Regions from separate parts of the Sus scrofa genome. Here region 1 is linked to region 2. Evidence: chromatin contacts called from public promoter capture Hi-C data. All regions are on one chromosome and are shown on one strand. Each heading gives the region's core, a stretch centred on a gene start, on an enhancer-like site or on the middle of the called end of the contact. The rest is flanking DNA. Distances are from core to core; before and after follow the strand shown.

The links. Promoter capture Hi-C pulls out the DNA fragments that hold promoters and counts their contacts.
Region 1: a contact with region 2 is called in a promoter capture Hi-C map of liver, with 2.5 times the contacts expected there. The contact joins the promoter of TRA2B here to the promoter of SENP2 in region 2. A contact is called at or near these places in 1 of 5 promoter capture datasets (liver) and 1 of 47 Hi-C or Micro-C datasets (heart right ventricle).

What each region holds. Positions count from the first base shown.
Region 1 is chr13:123,779,069-123,782,011 of Sscrofa11.1, reverse strand. TRA2B (transformer 2 beta homolog) reads left to right here and starts at 1,261. Exons shown (of 9, transcript NM_001077221.1): 1 at 1,261-1,296. The coding sequence starts at 1,261.
Region 2 is chr13:123,428,435-123,431,342 of Sscrofa11.1, reverse strand. SENP2 (sentrin-specific protease 2) reads right to left here and starts at 1,428. Exons shown (of 17, transcript XM_021069989.1): 1 at 1,102-1,428. The coding sequence starts at 1,202.

The DNA of each region.
Region 1 (2,943 bases), core at 12-2,511, 350 kb before region 2:
CATAGCCTGGGAACTTCCATATGCTGCGGGTGTGGCCCTTAAAAAAAATACAATAAAATTGTGATGGTTGCAATTCTATAAATATAAAAACCGCTTGAATTGTACATTTTATTTTTTTGGCTGTGCCTGTGGCATGCAGAACTTCCCTGGCCAGGGATTGAACACTCACCACAGCAGCTACCCAAGCTACTGCAGTGACCCCACCAGATCTTTAACCCACTGCCCCACAGAAGAACTCCAATTTGTATACTTTAAATGGGAGTATTGCATGGTATGTGAATTATATCTCAAGAGAACTGTTTTTAAAAATCAAGTGGCCCTTTACAGATATCGAAGTACCTCACCAGCCAAGTACCACACTTTTTTAAGGAGGACAACAGGGACAGAGGGATGGCTGAACGTCCAAGTTTGGACTCTTCCCACTATATCATGCTGTTGAGATTTGGCATAATTAAACTCCTTGTGACACCACTATAGTTATACATTTCTCTAATGTTTGAAATCATAGTTTGCAAATCTGTGTTTAACAGTTCTCCCTAATTACACCACTAACCCCTTTAGGTTAGAGACTGTGCCTGGTTTCAGTGCATCAAGATCTGGTAGAGTACTTGCTACTTAACAGATGCTCAAATGAAGGTTTTTCAGGCAGGAAAGACCCACAACTGAAGTTATATATATAAGAGCAAAGCAAAGCATGGAACCTACCATAGGGCTATCCGCCCTCTCCAATCACAGGAAAACACAAAAATGAGGAATAAAGTGAAAGAAAGGAAATAAAGACGGGCGAAATGTTGGGCATCTCCTCCCTTCCCCACCCTCCACGACGGCTGGAAAGTTCCAGAAGGGAGTCAGGCGTGTCCGATGACGTCACTACGGCCCTTGGAGACCACCACTGAGGACAACTCGCGCTCTCACTTTCCCGCCTCTAAGAAACCCCGAGTTGGGAGTTAGCGCGGTTTGAGGGGCGGGGTTACGTCACGTCCGGTTCGGGACGCGCCACTGCTGTAAAGGGAAAGTCGAGCGCAGAGGGGCGGGGCCAAGAAAGCGCGCCTTCTGGGAGGGGGTGGGGCCGGGTTAAAGAGCGCCGCGTCACGTCCGGAAGACTTAGAGCCCGTGCGGAGGCGGTGCGGAGCGTTTCGGTCCTCAGCGGCTGGGGAACCACTGCGTGGTGTGAGGCTGCGGCGGAGCCTCTAGATAGAAGGCGCGAGAGGGTGGCAGCTTCGCTTGAAGCACGTCGAGCGACGACAGCAGCCAGGAGTCATGAGCGACAGCGGCGAGCAGAACTACGGCGAGCGGGTACGTAGCAGTGGTGAAGGGGGCGGCTGCGTGGTCCCAGCTTCTTGCATCTTTTCCAGGCCCGTCGGCCTCGGGCCGGGTGATGGGGGAGCGATTTCGGTTCCGAAAACTGAGACCAGGAGAGAGGGGAGTCAGGGTTTGAAAAGCCCTCCTAGGTAGTGTCTTAACCGTGAGGGAGACTGCCGGCATGTTTAGGTGGCTTGGTACCCGAAACGGCGGTTTTTTCCGTTATGAGGTGGTGGTGGGGGGGATTAAAAATGGCCGCTGCGTCCCCTCGGTGGTGGGGGAGGGGAGCAGTATCTCGTTTCGCCGTTGGTCTCCTGCGAAGCCTCGCCGCAGCCATCTTGGGCTGGCGGGCCGGGCGCGCTGCCAGAAGCACAAAATGGCGGAGGAGCCGCGCGTCAACGCGGGCCCGACCGGCGGAGGGGCCCACACCTCACAGGGTCGCGGGGGCTTCGGGAGGGAAAGAAGCGACGTTCTGTGGGGTCTTTCGCTCGTTAGGGTAAGACAAGGTCGAATTCTGAGCCCCGAATGTATGAAATTCTAGAGTGTTCTTGGGGCCTCTTTTCAGGTGGGGGAACTAGGAGAAGTCCTGGGCCCGTTAGTTTGAGGAGATTACGCGCGGGCTTTGTGTTCGGCCTAAATGCAGTGTTTTTCTTTGATGTCGAAGAGGGTCTCAAACCCTAGATCGTTGCGGTGTCCAAGTAGACCACAAGGTCGCTGATATTTTCTTGTTTTATAGAGGTCCCCCCCCCCCCACGGGATGGTGGAGAAATTGGCGGGTAACAATTTATGGCGCCGTTGTTTCCTTTGTTTTGAGGCATTCTTGTTATGTGAACTACAGCTTGTTTTGGTGCGCTTTTAAGTTTTCACTTAAAAATGTAGAGTTCCGTGAGGGTTGGATCAAGTGCAGAAATAAGACAGTTCCTGGGCTTAAAAAGCATGATGTAAAGCTTGGTTTTGGGTCCTTGAGTACAAATGTGTAAAGATGTAAGACTTGGCAGAATCTTGCCTACTTGGAGCTTGAGATTTGTTGGAAGGGTAATGAACACCATAGAACTTGATTTTTTTTTTTTTTTTTTTTTTAAACCTTGATGGGATTAGGTTAGATGTTACGTAATTTTCCGGTAAAATCTATTCAAATATCTGGTAAATCTATTCAAAAATCTTCCACAAAGGAATGAGAAAGATTTTAGGTGGTTCATTAGAAGGGTATTGTTGGGGAAAAAAAAAACTTATTTTAGCTCTTAGAATCTTAGTGGATTTACCGTGTAACTTCTGGATTCAAATCTGATTAATTTGGCTTGAACTAATCAGGCCCCATCTTTAGCTATGCAGATGAATTTTGGCTTTATATATTTTTCCCTAAGACGTTTGATTTTTCACTGTCATCAGTGTTTGTCTGATTATTTAAGCTTTTTTGTAGAGAGAAAGCTTGGATCCAGTTCACAAGTTGTTGAAGCTGTGGCTTATGGTTTCTGCCAGTTGGGAATACTATCGAAATTAGGCGTCTGGACTGAAAAGGAAATGCTTTTTTAGTCTTTAGCTATTAAAACAATGGGTATTTTTGTTTTGAGAATACAAAATGACTAGCCTCTAATGACTGATTAGAGGAGCTCTCAGGTGAATAAACCTAAGTTGCTTGTG
Region 2 (2,908 bases), core at 179-2,678:
TTATTCAATAAATATATACAAGTGCCTGTCATGCTCCGGCCTCTGCACAAGGCCCTTGGAGTAGAATAAACAAACACTACCCTTATATGCATTAAGCATCATTTTAGGCACAACTTGTATTCAAATGATCCTTGTATTAACTCCACAGAAAATTATAAAAAACACAATGAAATCTTGCCCTCTCTAGAACATAGGATGGAATTTAGCCCAAAGCCAATTTCATCATGAGCAGCATTCTTAGATTCATGTATTAATTAATCATCTTTGTCTCAAGCTCCAAGAAACCAACCTTCAATCTTGAGGCTTAATAAAAAATTAAATTAATACCTGACCACTAAAAGTTGGGTGTGGGTATGTACAGACTTAGTATGGTATTTTATTCTCTCGATTAATTCTTAGGGAAGGGGGTGGACACAATGAAATGGGACAAACCAACAGGTAAATGCAAAGAACAACTTTTAGTTTCTCCAAAATTTTAACAGAATTTTAGAGTACAGACTAGTGATCTTTTTAAAGTAATCAGATATCTATTTTTTTTTCTCATACACTAATTCTAAAGCACAGAATCACTCTCCCTCCTCCCGACAACACACACACACACACAGTTTGACAGCTGTTTTAGAACAAGACAGCTGCTGTCTCTTGTTGCTAAGAGAACAGTACGTGTGGTCAAAAGGACTTTGGGCAAGCTATGATTCTCACCTCCCTTAACTGCGCTTATTGCGCACAGATGACACCTGGGGGTGTGCTTTGCAAACAGTGAGCCACAACAAAGACAGTTTTCCTTCAATTTTCAGTATTCAACCTAAGAGCAGCAAAATATGACAAAGCTCTATTTGTTAACAGCAACCAGCTTGGGCTCTGATGAGAAAGATCCTAACCATCAACTACTGGCTCCTTCCATCATCAGGAGCCGCATCCACACAGCGGGGAGGAGCGACTACGTCACCAGGACGCCCGCGATCCGCACCTCGACCACCTCCGCCCAGCTACCTGTTTCTGCCAAGCGGGGCCTGCCTGGTTGGGTCAGCGCTAGGCTAGCCGAGCCCCGGGTGGGGGAGGGGGAGTGCCAGGCCGGCGTTCGGCCCCCTCTCCTCTCACCTGTTCGAGCGCCGCCTCTTCAGGAGAGCCCGGGAAGAGGGCACCGGCCGGTCACAAAAACGGAAAATGGTGCCGAGAATCCTAACCAGCCATTTGTACATACCAGGCCCAAGCAGCAGCGGCGGCCGACACACCCCGAGACGCAAACCCCAGAGCTGTCGCCGCCGCTGCCGCCTTCTCCGCCTCGGCCACCACCGCCAAGGCTCAGTCGCCGAGTTGTGACGCGGTCCTAGGGCCCACAGATACAACGTCCCTTGAGCTACAGGAGGCCCCCGCTAGCCACCGCTCCTGACGTCACCTCCTCCCGCCCGACCGGAAAGCATCCTCATTCTCAGTTTGCGCACGCGCAACCTAGGTCCCCACCTCCTGAGCCTAGCAACCAGAATGCCTGCGGGAAGGTTCCAGTCCAATCGCTGACGAGATCGCAAGGGATGTGGGCGGGGTATTCTCTTCGGCGGAGCCAATCCTGAGACTGCCCGAGGGACAAGCCCACCGGCCGCACAAGAGCGTTCTCTACCCTGGAGTGAGCGCTCCAGGGGCCTGCAATACTGCAGGTGATCATTAAATGTTTGTTGAATGCACAAAATAAAGGTTAGTCAGGCTAATTAACAAACGTTCACCCTGCTAGGATCCCTTTACTTTGCACATACTTTATGCCTGGTATTTTTACACGCAGTCAACTTCATTTCTCTCAGCAACCTCAGGAGATGCAGAACCTTGTGCCCACTTTTAATCAGTAAGGAAATCGAGGGATAGAGCGATTAAGTAATTGCCTACGGTCACAAAACTAGCTAGTACCACGGATGGAATTTGAACCAGGGTCTGTGTACCAACACCAGTCTCTTGCCCTTGAGATCAGTCTACTGGGAGATATGATTACAAATTACACCTCAAGACAATTGGTTGTAAGTAAACTGCACTTAAGTTAAATTTTTAAAAAGATGATTGGGAGGTCCCTTGTGGTACAGAGGGTTAAGAATCAGGTGTCATCATTGCAATTTCTAGAGTCCCTGCAGTGGCACAGGTTGGATCCCTTGCTAGAGAACTTCCCTAAGTCCTGGGCGTGGCCAAAAAACGAAAAAGAAAAAAAAAGGCTGTTGTGATAAAGGTGGGTACAGAGTGCAGTAGGAGCCAAAGAAAGGAAAACTGGATGGGAAAAGGACGGGAAGGGCAGAACTCAAAAAAGTCTTCACAGACACTTAAGAATGGAAGGCTCCCTGTGGCCTACTAGTAGTACCTACTAATACCCCCTGAGCTGCCAAGAAGTCCTGCTAACTACTCTCCCTCTCTTGTCTAGAGGTTCCCAGTAACGATCAACAATAGAAAAATAACCACCCTTCTTATTACTGGAAAATCCAGTCCCCTACCTAACACTCCTGGGAATATGCAAAGGTTTTCTTGCCCACGAATCCATCCCTGGAAATACTTGATCTTTAATCTGTGATTCAGTTAAGGTTGGACTTCCAGACTTGCTTGAACTTCAACAGAGACACTCCCTAGTACAGTCTCATCCTTGTTCAATAAATATTTTTCTGCAGCAAGCCACCTCCTAGAGCCACAGAACCACCAGCTACCCACCTGTGGCTACCCACCACTCTGGCCTGGGCTGGGGATAGGAGCAGTTCCTGGAGGGTAGAAGCAAATCCTAAATGTGGGCATGGGCTCCTCCCTCAATTCCCTAAAATATAGCTAATACCAGGCCATTACAGATAGTCTGGGAATAACAGGAGAATTACAAAGCTGAGAAAGTTTAGAAGTGGCTATTACAAATACAGCATCTAGGGAGTTCCCATCATGGCTCAGCAGA